2 separate regions of the Rattus norvegicus genome follow, and region 2 is linked to region 1. The links are chromatin contacts, called in public Hi-C maps. All regions are on one chromosome and are shown on one strand. Each heading gives the region's core, a stretch centred on a gene start, on an enhancer-like site or on the middle of the called end of the contact. The rest is flanking DNA. Distances are from core to core; before and after follow the strand shown. Region 1 holds the start of Prelid3a (PRELI domain containing 3A). Region 2 overlaps Spire1 (spire-type actin nucleation factor 1).

Evidence for each region. Hi-C and Micro-C count contacts between places; a contact is called where the count stands out from the background.
Region 2: a contact with region 1 is called in a Hi-C map of Schwann cells, with 2.3 times the contacts expected there. The contact joins the enhancer-like site here to the promoter of Prelid3a in region 1. A contact is called at or near these places in 2 of 12 Hi-C or Micro-C datasets (the A7r5 cell line and Schwann cells) and 1 of 1 datasets of contacts at active chromatin or transcription factors (oligodendrocytes).

The regions. Positions count from the first base shown.
Region 1 is chr18:63,283,801-63,289,724 of GRCr8, forward strand. It overlaps Prelid3a (PRELI domain containing 3A), which reads left to right and starts at 3,837. Exons shown (of 7, transcript NM_001109570.1): 1 at 3,837-3,907. The coding sequence starts at 3,876.
Region 2 is chr18:63,317,660-63,323,259 of GRCr8, forward strand. Spire1 (spire-type actin nucleation factor 1) reads right to left here. Exons shown (of 16, transcript NM_001415684.1): 12 at 3,166-3,303; 13 at 2,367-2,437; 14 at 945-972; 15 at 720-856. Among named protein-coding and RNA genes, the nearest start is that of Prelid3a, 33 kb to the left of the region's middle. Within about 2 kb of position 4,137, at least 52 of the 93 cell types and tissues checked have an H3K27ac peak or open chromatin away from gene starts, as enhancers often do. A contact at or near this core is called in Schwann cells, where this site is marked.

The DNA.
Region 1 (5,924 bases), core at 2,587-5,086:
AGCTTGGGGACCCTAAGGAATACTGTGCATGGAGCCTGCTGCGAGACTGTAGGCACCCAGGCCGCTGGAGCGAGACTAAAGCTTGAGGAAGTATGACACGGAGACCGTCCAGTCAGGGTTTCTAGTGCTGTGATGAAACCACGATGACCGGAAGCAACTCGGGGAGGGGAGGGTTTATTCAGCGCACACTTCCACATCACTGTTCATCACTGAAGGAAGTCAGGACAGAACTCAAACAGGCAGGAACCTGGAGGCAGGGGCTGATCCAGAGCCCATGGAGGGGCGCTGCTTAATGGTTTGCTTCCCCCTGGCCTGCTAAACCTGCTTTCTTATAGAACCAGGACCACCAGCCCAGGCCCATAATGGGCTGGGCCCTTCCCCATCAATCACCAACGAAAATGTCTTACATTTTACGGACCGTCTCATCTTATGAGAACGTTTTTTATCAACAGAGGCTCCTTCCTCTCCAGTGACTCTAGCCTATGTCCGTGACGTAATATCAGTCAGCATAGAGGTACAGGAGGCTTGGGACATGCTTTCAGGGAGAGTGCTGAGAAAGAAGAAAGTGCTGAGAAAGTGTGGGAAGAACACAGGGAAAACACTGAGTGAGGGACCCATACAGTGTGCTGCCAGTCCAGCACCATACAGAGGGCCAGTGAGACACAGGGCTGAGCTGCTGTGTGTGTGTGTGGTTGAGGTGCTGGGTGGCCTTGGCTGAATGAGAAGCCCTTCAGGAACCCATCCCATGTGGACTACATAAGCCATTAAAATGAAACGAGAGCCATTTTATGGCAGTTTACTCCTATAATCCCAACACTCGGGGAGCAGAGGACCAAGAATTGCTAGTTTGAGGCCACAAATAGTGAGATTCTGCCACAAAACAAAAAGAAAGAGATGGACCCACGTTTTCCCTTTTCTGTCTGATGGAGTCGCTGGTCTTGGTAGTTGTAAATGGGGAAGATCACACCTGCTGTCCTCGCTGAGATGCAGTCTGGTATAGAGCTTGTGGGCCAGAATCCAACGGGCCTGAAACTTCCTTTGTAAAATGGGGTAATTGAGGATTAAATAGATGAACGTGAAGAAACAACCACACCTTAAGCTTGGTTTAATCAAATAATGCATAGCCAGTGGCCATGTCTCTTGTCAACGAAGGGGGAGACTCTCCCTTTTCTCCTTCCTCTCCCACCTCTACCTCCCCATTTTATCTTTCTTAGGGGATTTATTTTAGAAAACTTGTAATCGCACACCTCGCCGTTAGAGTCAGGGTCTCTTGTATCTCAAGCTGGCCTTGAACTCACTATGTAACTTAGGTTGACTTAATTCCTGATCCTCCCCCAAAATACTGAGATGTGACTGTGCACCACCACACCCAGCTTGGTTTTTATCTTAATTGTGATTATCTGAGAGCAGGTTTGCTGTGGTAGGCATGAGGTCAGAGGACAACTTTCAGGAGTTCGTTCTCTCCGTCCACTGTGAGACCAGAGGAGCAAATTCAAGGTTTACATAAAGTGCTTTTCTTTTCTTTTTTTCTTTCTTTACTTTAAAACCTTCCTAAGATTTATTTATTTTTTTATGTGAGTACACTGGAGCTGTCTTAAGATGCACCAGAAGAGGGCATCAGATTCCACTACAGATGGTTGTGAGCCACCATGTGGATGCTGGGATTTGAACTCAGGACTTCTGGAAGAGCAGTCAGTGCTCATAACCACTGAGCCACCTCTCCAGCCTTAGAAAGTGCTTTTAACCACTGAGCCAATGTTTGCTTTTGAGCCAGGGTCTCACACAGCTCAGGGCCAGGGCCGTCTCAGCTTAGACTCCCGATGATCTTCCAAGCCTCTGAATCTGAGGGATAACCGGCGTGAGCAGCCACCCCTGGCAGCAGAGGCCTTCGCTTCTTGAAATGCATGCACGCGTTTGCAGGGAGTTAAATAAAACCCTTTCAGTTTTAACCCACCAGGGCCAGTCTTTCTCAAAGATTTTGAAGCCATCCCTTTGAAATGGTGACATCAAAGATAGAGAGCTTCCTTTTCCCTAGGATCAGAGGATGACTTTGGAGACCACGAGATTTCAATTTGCAGGTATACCTCGTGTCCGAAAGAGGTGCTGAATTTCTGATATTTGTCTCCTATTCGGGGAATTAAGCCATGCGTATTGCTCATTCTAGGCAGTTGCTTCACCGCTAAGATATATTCCCAACCTCTTTTTACTCTCTTTTTTTTTTTTTTTTTTTTTTTTTTTGCATGTTTGTTGCCTCTGTTTGTCTTGACAAGATTTTGTGCTGTCCAGGCCGCAGACTCCATCTATAGCTGAAGATGTCCCAGGTGAGGTGTGCCCTGCTAAGCTCAGTTTACACCAGGCCACACCACGTCTGGCACATCTTACTTCGTATTTAACACTTGCTATGTAGTCCAACCTGGCCTCTCTCACTCCTAGTCTTTCTCTACCCTACTAAGTGCTGGGATTATAAACACGAGCCACCCTGCCAGCCTAATTTATGATCAATCTATTTTTCTGAAGTTCCCAGGGAAAAGAAAAGCCACACCTTGTTAAAGACTCCAAGGCGGACTGACTGAACTTAGTGCTTACGGAGAGTTAAAATGTTGCCGATTAGAGCCAAATTATCTAGAGCGATTTTTAGTCCTTTTTAAATTTTTCTTTTTCGTTTGTGTTTGTGTGTGATGTTTATGCTCCTATTTGCATGTGTGTGGGCACATGGTGCGTGTGTCGGCATGTATGTATATATGTATGCATGCATGTATGTAATCTCTTGCTAAACTGTAGCTTCTTAGTCTAGCTAGCCATCTTGTTTGCTAGATTCCATATCTACCTCCAGTGAACTGGGCTGCCATACCCACCCAGCAGCCTGGTTTTCAGTCCCTCTGAAGACAATTCATTGCATACCCGTGTATCTGACCAAATATCCTTGCCTATCAGAACCTTTACACTGACTTTTTTTTTTCTTTTTTTCGGAGCTGGGGACCGAACCCAGGGCCTTGCGCTTGCTAGGCAAGTGCTCTACCACTGAGCTAAATCCCCAACCCCTACACTGACTTTTTACCAATCCAAATGCTAAGAATGTTAACATCTGAGGCCTATAGCCCTACGGGCCTAGAGTTCCCTAGTTGCCCTGGTCCCTGCTGACTTGGTAAATGCCACGATTTGTGATTTTCTTTGTTCTGAAACTAATTCAGGCTCACATAAGTAACCACATCCGCTGTGGGTCATGCCTTTCAGGGAAACCTCAATCCTTGTTCCTGAATCATGATCACTCATATTTGGCTCAAAAATAAACTGGGTCTTACTCCCCTCGAGGCGAGAACTGTTTTGTGTCTCCAGGATAAATGTAATTAGTTCCTCTGGAGCAGTGCTCCAGTTACTAATAACTTTAGGACGAAGTCTCTTTTTGTCCCCAACCCTTTTGGGGCAGCCCCATAATATATTGTTCACGTAAAAAGCGTTCGCAGAACTGGCTACTTCTGTTTCTTAGCAGGAGAGCTCCGTCTTTGTAGCCTCTCTAGTAGGTTGCCTGTGACGGGCTTTGATAGGATTGGGGTGTTAAGCTTATTCAATACCCAGACTTTATTTTGAATTGGCAATTCTAGTTTGTCCACGACGTTCGCGTGTGGTTGGAAAGGGCAGGGCCGTGATTTGGACAGCGTCAAAGAACCCAGAGCTGCGGTTTGTGGCTGCGCACTCGCGAATGTCCCTGCGGCAGCGCCGCTCTGGGTACCACTCGCCTCCCACTTCCCTATTTTTAGCCGCCGCAGTCCGGACCACGTGACGGGGGAGGCGGTACAGCGGGCGCCCCGCCCCCACGGCGCCGCGCAGCATCCCGCAGAGCGCCGAACTCGCGCCCTGGGCCTGCGGCTGCGGCGATGAAGATCTGGAGCTCGGAGCACGTGTTCGGGTGAGCCATCCGAGGGCTGCGCTGGGAAATGCGCGGACGTGGCCATAGCCGTGCGGCCTCGGGGAGGGGCGGGGAGCCGGGACCCGCAGCGGCTCCGGGGCCGGGGTCCTGCCGGGGCGAGGAGCCGGGTGTCAGGTGCGTGGGGAGGCCTCCTCATCCTCAGCCGGTTTGTACCGACTGCGAGCTGCGCGGGGTCGTCGCGATCCATCCGGAGTAGGGCAGCGGCCTACGGCCAGCTCCCCTTGCAGCGGGTGTCACCCACGGTGCCCTAGGGGCTTAGGTTCCCCCGAGAAATCTAGACATGAGGAAGGCATTTGGGGCGTTTGGTCCTGAATACGTTGTGCACACGGACGCCTCTAAGCCCCCACCAGGGAGACTGCGAACTGCCTCGAGTGCTCCCCCGACCCTTGGGGCGCCTTCCACCGTGTCATGGAGTGTTTTGATATCTTTTCAAAGGATTTTTGAGACTTTCTGATCCCGATTAGAGAAGCTTTTCGTTCCGAGCGAGGGTGGACGTGAAGAGACTGCATGAAACAGAACTGTCGTCCATTGTCCTTTAAAGTGTAAAATTTCTAATAAAAATTGACCACCTGGCTTCAGAACTCCTGGCTTCTTTATTTTTATTTTTCGATGGTGCTGGGCCCCGACCCAGTGTTTCGAGCTTGCTAGAAAAGTGTTCCATCATTGAACTATAGCATCCGCCTTTAGAAAAAAATCCCTTTTAAATATGGAACCTTAGACAGGTGGTATGTAGATTTTTGGAAAAGTTGGCAGGCTTTCTGAAGGTTTCCCCAAGATTCAGACATGATTTGTACGGGCCAGAAGCAGAGACGGGTAGAAAGTCATCAAATGCTGAGATGCCAAGAGTATTGACTTGGGCCGGCTGAGAGTTACCCTAAGGGTCCTGAAATGTTGACTGCCACTGGAAAATCACTGTTGACAATTTTGACCATTTTTGCAGCGTCCGTTCTTTTTTTTTTTTAATCATTATTATTTACATTTTGTAATCTGTAATGTGTTACCACTCATTTTAATGTGTGTGTGTTTGGGGGAGATTATTTTTCTTTTTTTGAGATAGGGTTTCACTGTGTGGACTTAGACCAGGAGGGCCCCGAGCTCACATAGATCTGCTTGCCTCTGCCTCCCCAGTGCTGGGATTAAATACATGTGACACTAAGGTTGGCTCTTTTTAATAATTTTAAAATTACATTTAATTAATTAGTGTGTGTGTGTGTGTGTGTGTGTGTGTGTGTGTGTGTGTGTGTGTGCGCGCATGTGCATGCACTCAAGCGCAAGCTGCGGTCAAGATAACATGGGGGATTCGGTTCTCAGCTCCTACCTTGTGGATCAGGAGATCCCACTGAGATTTCGAGGTTTGACAGCAGACATCTTTAGCAGCCGATCCATCTTGTTGGCCTCAAGTCATCCACTTAAAAGTGTATTCTACAGTTCTGGGCTGGGGAGATGGCTCACTGGCTAGTCTTTGCCATGAGTGCGTGAGGGCTGTAGTTCAGATCTCCAGAACTCAGGCAACTCAGTGATTGGAGAGGCCGGCCTGTGAGTCTAGCTTGGTTAGATGGAGATGGGGATGCCTGGAGCAAGCTAGCTGGCAGGACTGCCCTGCCTCAGTGAAAAGGGGTAAGAGGATCTCTGCATCGGTCTCCGGCCTCCACAGGCACGCACACCCCACGCACAGCACTCACCCTCATACATGTGAAAGAGAACATGAGAAAAACTTTAAATATATTATATAGTTGACTAATTTTTAGTACAGTTACAGAAATTGGTTTTTGTCATTTTTAGTTTTTTGCAGATTGTGCAGCCATCACTGTGGTGGTCCAGTTTTAGAACATTCCTGTTATCGTCTAAAGATATACTGAACTTTATGTGGGAGATGTACTCCCTCCCCATTCCTGCCCCGAGGAACCACTGATCTGTTCCTGTAGATTTATCTCCTGGATATTTTATATAAATAGTCAACATCATAAGTGCTTTCCTGTGTCTGGTGTCTTGTGAT
Region 2 (5,600 bases), core at 2,887-5,386, 34 kb after region 1:
TTAAAGCTTATATAGTTCTGGGGGTGGAGGGGTTATGGGTATCCAGAAAGTCATAGGTTGAAGGCGGAAGATACCAAGGTGCCTCATTGACACAGAGAAGCATTTCAGGAATCCCAGGTGCTAGCTGAACGGGTTCTAATCCGGAGATAGGAAGTTGAACCTGTAATCTAATTAAGGCTAAGTAATGTTCCACAGGTAGAGGTGTGTGGAGGATTTTAAACTCCCCAGACAAAGTTAGAGAAGGAGAAGCCCTGCTGCTAAAGAGAGTCTGTCATCTTGTGCCACCTCTGGAAGGCCGCTCAGACAATGGTAGGCTTCATTAGCAGGGCAACAAGAGTAGCAAATGCTTAAGCACTGAGCCTCTCTTCAATCCCAGTGACTTCCTTTCCATTCTTTCTGTCTCCCTCTCCCAACTGTTGGGATCACATGCATGGCTCATTTAGCCTAAAAGTCAGTTTTAAAGATGTCTTTGAAAATGTATAAAAGTTATTACAAAATCTAATTAAAACAAAGCTATGCTAAAATAACTTTAAGGAAATAGCCATTATCACCTAAAAAGTACCTTGGGAAACTCTGAAGAATTGTGCTAGACTAAAACTATTGAAAACCAATGAACCGGCAACATGCCCCGAGTCAAACCCTAGCCCTGGTCATGACCACCCTAACCCCAAGCGTTCTTTCTTCAGAGGATGCTCTAGGAGATCCAGGTCCCCACTCACCTGGTAATACTTCGAAGCGGCCGATGGTGACCAGTAGAAGGTTTTTCTGACCTCGAACAACTTTCCCCTCTTTGCAAGGCAGAAGGTCCCAAAGAGAAGATAGGTAAAGTGGAGTATGGCTTCGAAGGCAGCCGCATCTGTTATCCCAAATGAGGAGAAAATGAGCTCCAGCACTTGCAGAGGCCCTAACCAGATGCACTGGTGATTTCACCGAGTTCAGCTTACCTTTTTGCAACACTGTGAGCACACGGGCCTGTGGATAAAACGAGAAGTGTTACTTGGTGGACACAGTGAATGTAAGTGAAGCCAGGGCTACAGAGCTGTGCTGTTCTGTCAGACATTATCGGTCTGTTGGAATGTAATGATACAAGTGTAGACTGCCAAAGAGACAATCTATAAAATTTAGCTACTACACTGCTTCATAAAAACAGGATCAGCTAGCAGGGTGGTGGTGGTGCACACCTTTAATCCTAGCACTCCAGAGGCAGAGGCAGGCTGATCTCTGTGAGTTTAAGGGCAGCCTGGTCTACAGAGTGAGTTCCAGGACACCCAAGGCTACACAAAGAAATCCTGTCTTCAAAAACCAAAAACCAAACTAAGCCAAATCAAACCAACAAAAAACTCAGGTCAGTCAAGCATGGTGGCTCATGTCTGTAATTTCAGTACTTGGGACACTAGAGGGAGACCATTGAGAGTCTGAGGCCAACTACAGCCTCATAATGAGTTCCAGACCAACTTATACTATAATATGATCTATCTTAAAAAACAAACAACCAAAAAGGGGTGCTGGAGAGTGGGTCTGGAGAAATGCTCAGTAGTTAAGAGTGCCTACTACTCTTCCAAAGGGAGGACCTGAGTTCAGTTCCCTGCACCCATATTAAGAGGCTCATGATGGATCGTAACTCTAGATCCAAGGGATCCATGCCTCTGGCCTCCATGGCACCGCACTGTGGGGTTTCACTCATAGAGCACACATATGCACATAATAAGAATAATATAAAGAAATCTTTTTCGTTTTGAGACAGTCTTACCATGTAGGCCTGGCTGGCCTGAACTCACCAGGCTGGCCTTGAACTCACAGAGCACTTCTTGCCTTTGAGTACTGGGATTAAAGACCTGTGCCACCACCACCACCACCTAAAAATTAACCTTAAAACAACAACGTAACAACAAACAAATAAATAAAGAGGATCAACGTCCATGCGGAATTTTAGTAGTGTGTCCAGGGATCATATGATAACCATGGCTGGTTTTTGTTTTTGTCCTGTTCGAGGACGACAGTCTCGGTTTGCTTATATAAAAGAAACAGACCAGGCATGGTGGTATGCACCCGTACTCCAGCATTTGGGAGGTAGAGGCAGGAGGATCAGGAGCTGAAGCTCCCCCAAGGCTATGGAATGAGTTTGAGACTGGTGGCCACATGAAACCTCCTTTCAACAACAATAAAAAAGAAAGAAGTAACATGCAGAGTAACATTTCCACCCAGGTTTATCAAGTGTTAGGATCCACTATGCCAAGCCAGTAAGGAGGCAGAGCAAAGCCACAGACCGGGCCACCTCTAACTCCTCTCCCAAGCGGGGAAAGACGGAACCAAAAAGGCAAGTGCATTTCTCGGTGCCGCTGGACCCCCAGTGACAGAACCCTTACCTCTTACAGAACTGACAGGTGTAGGACCAGGTGAAGAAGGAAAACCTCCGGGTTCGGCAACAGAAGCAGAGCTAAAAAATACAAAGTTAAAGGAGAAGAGAGGTGGGGCCACTGCTTGCAGGCTCCTGGGATGGAGCCACTTCCTGGTCATCTAGGGATGGTCCAGGTACATTTGCAGAAAGATGAGGGTGAGGAACACAAACCTGGGCTTTATGCTTGGTTTGGTCATGAAAGGTCACAGTGCTCAAGCATCCCGTGGTCACAGGATCAATTCTGAGGAAAAGTAACTAACTTCTGCTTCTCAGGCATGTTTTCTTTCCTGATACTTTATTTTATTACTTTTTAAAAGATTTATTTTATGTATATGAGTACACTGTCGCTATCTTCAGACACACCAGAAGGGGGCATCAGATCTCATTACAGATGGTTGTGAGCCACCATGTGGTTGCTGGGATTTGAACTCAGGACCTTTGGAAGAGCAGTCAGTGCTCATAACCACTGAGCCATCTCTCCAGCCCCTCCTGATCCTTTAAAATTACAACTCTAGTGCACATGGCCTTAGGAAGCCATACTATTATCTTTTAGGGTGGTTTTTAAACTTCCACTAATTTTGCCAAGGAAAAACAAAAATCCCATCTTGTAAGTGAGGAAGAACAGGGATCAGCCTAGAATATAAATACCTCACCTCTAAGACCCCTAAAATCCTGTACCACCTGTCTAAGCACACAGGCCTCTTACAGAAGACCATGCCTGGGACTGGCCATTCTCATACAGGTCAATCAACGTTAAACAGTTCTACCTTTCCTTTTTTCAGGGCAGTGTAGACATCCTTATACTGTTGGTACTTTTCCAGCTCCGCTTTCACCAGGACCTGACGAATGTGCATCACTTCCTCCACAGTGAGAGCGAGGCATTCCACTGGGTAGCAGAATTCCTCCTGCAATTCAAAGTTCCTCGTGAGCAAGGCGCACCCGCTCTGCTCTAGGGCTGCCGTGCTCCCTTCAAATCAGACACCTGGTTAGTAGCTCCAGAGAACAGGATTCCCATGATCACTGGGACAGAGCTGGCTCCCTCTGGGGACCACATCACTCCTAAGCCCATGGTAGAGAACAGGACCTTGGCAGAGTGAAACACTGTAGCACTTTCTAATAAACCAGTTCCTCACATTAAGGCAGGTATTTTGCCTCCAGCAGAGCTGAGAACTTGAGAAAGCATTGTTATGCTAAACCAGTTTTGTGTCACAGAAGATTATGCAAATGTGCTGTGAGTTATACTCTTATTAGAAATGCAGCAAATTCACAAGTTTGGTCCTGTTTTCAAAACTGCAGGATTTTGTTTGTGGTACCCAGAGTAGCCAAGCGAAGGTGGTTAGTACTTTATATGGACAAGCATTACTGAGTGATCAGTTACATCAGCACACTTTCAAAAATCCCTGAAGGCTTGAGTGGAATTGTAACAGGAAGCGGGAGGCAGGACAGCTCACTCCAGAAGCCCATCTCTCTCGTTGCCCCAGGTCTTTTCAACGCTGCTGAATGCACAGTCAGCACAGATGGAGACAGAGCCTTTCGTGATAAATATTTATGTTGGGTTCTTATGTTAATGGCTTCCTTACAAACAGCTGTGAAAAATGTTGATGTAACTGATCCACTGAATAAGAGCCTCGAACCATCCGTTCTCCATCCGGCGCTGCTGATTGGTGGATCTAAGAGAAAGACAGAACAGCCCTGTGCACTCAGGCCCTGCCAGGCTTCAAGGGGCCATTGTGGTGTATTGACACTGAAACTCAATGTTCTCAGCACACACATTACAATTCACTCCCACACACCACAGCACTGCTCCCAGGCATTCTGGAACCAAACAAGCCAAATGAGAAAGCACATGACCACGAGGGCAGTCAGTTTATGGAGTGTTAGCATTCAGTTCTGTCTTTCAATCAGAGAGACAAACATAAATCTAGGTTGCAAACTTGAAAAACATTAGCATTTACTAAAAAAAAAAAAAACAGTAGTCTGGCTAACTTGTTTCAGTTCAATACAGAATCCGATTGAGCTAACTTAGGGAAGGCTATGCTTGCTTTGGAAAGAATCACTACGCTGTTGAGTTGTTAGGAGGGCTTCTCGTAGCTGGGGGCCAGCTGAAGAAGACTGTGTCATTTACTTTACGATGCCAACAATGGGCATTCAAAAAAGAGCTGCCCATCTCACAGTTTCCCATTTAGTGGGAACAGCTTTCAGAGATGACAGTTAAGCAGTATGCTCAATTTATATATGTGTTTGTTTAACCCACTGAACAGAGCTATGTCAAAGGACAACTTAGACACCTCTAAGTTAGATCATCTAAGCGGGCTAGTAAATAAGCAGTGTTGGCTGAACACGCTCACAGGAGTTTTCAGCTTTAGCTTTTGTAGAAGTTTTCCCACCAGTATTTAATAAAAGGTGGCTGACAGCTAACTATGACCAAACTGCTAAGCTGCACCAAAATACTGTACTGATCTAACCAGCCAACCAACCAACCACCCAACCAACCAACCTAGTCTAACCTAAGGAGGCACTCAGACCCCTGTGCCCTGTAGGTCCCTGGCTGCTGAGTGTTTTAACTTGGGGACAGACTTCCACGGAACAAGCTGACGGCTTGCTCCTTCCTTCTCTGCAGTCTAAGTCACAAGACTTTTGTCCTTTGTCAAGTGCACCCTCAACTTTCAGCTCTGAACCATTTTAAATCTGTACAGCATTGTAAGAGATCATGAAGTTTGTGTATTTCCTTACTCTTTTTAAAAATTTCACTCATACCATCCTTTAATAAAATGATTTCCATCAGGTCAAATGCTAATGTTAAATCTGGAGCTTGCCCAAGGACAACAAGACTTCAATGCAACACGAAATAAAAAGATAAATTAACTAGAATAGTTTCAATTATTTTTCCAATTGACAAGAACATTTAAGAGAGTACCTTGTCCACCATGACCCTGTACGTCTCCTGCTGTGGGTTCAGTGGGTTGGGTTATGCCAGCCAGCCTGACACCATCACCCTTGGAGCTCTATGTCCCAAAGTAACTCAAAGTGTGGGGAAAGCAGCAAAGGCGTTGGCAGTGGGGCAGTTATGTCATAGCTTATTTACAAGTTGAGCTTTACTGAATATTCTGGTTAACTCTTAGACAAATGGAGTCAGAATGAGGCAGCACAGAAACCAGAGAGCAGAAAGTGAAACTGATTATTAGTGACTGGGCCACAGAGA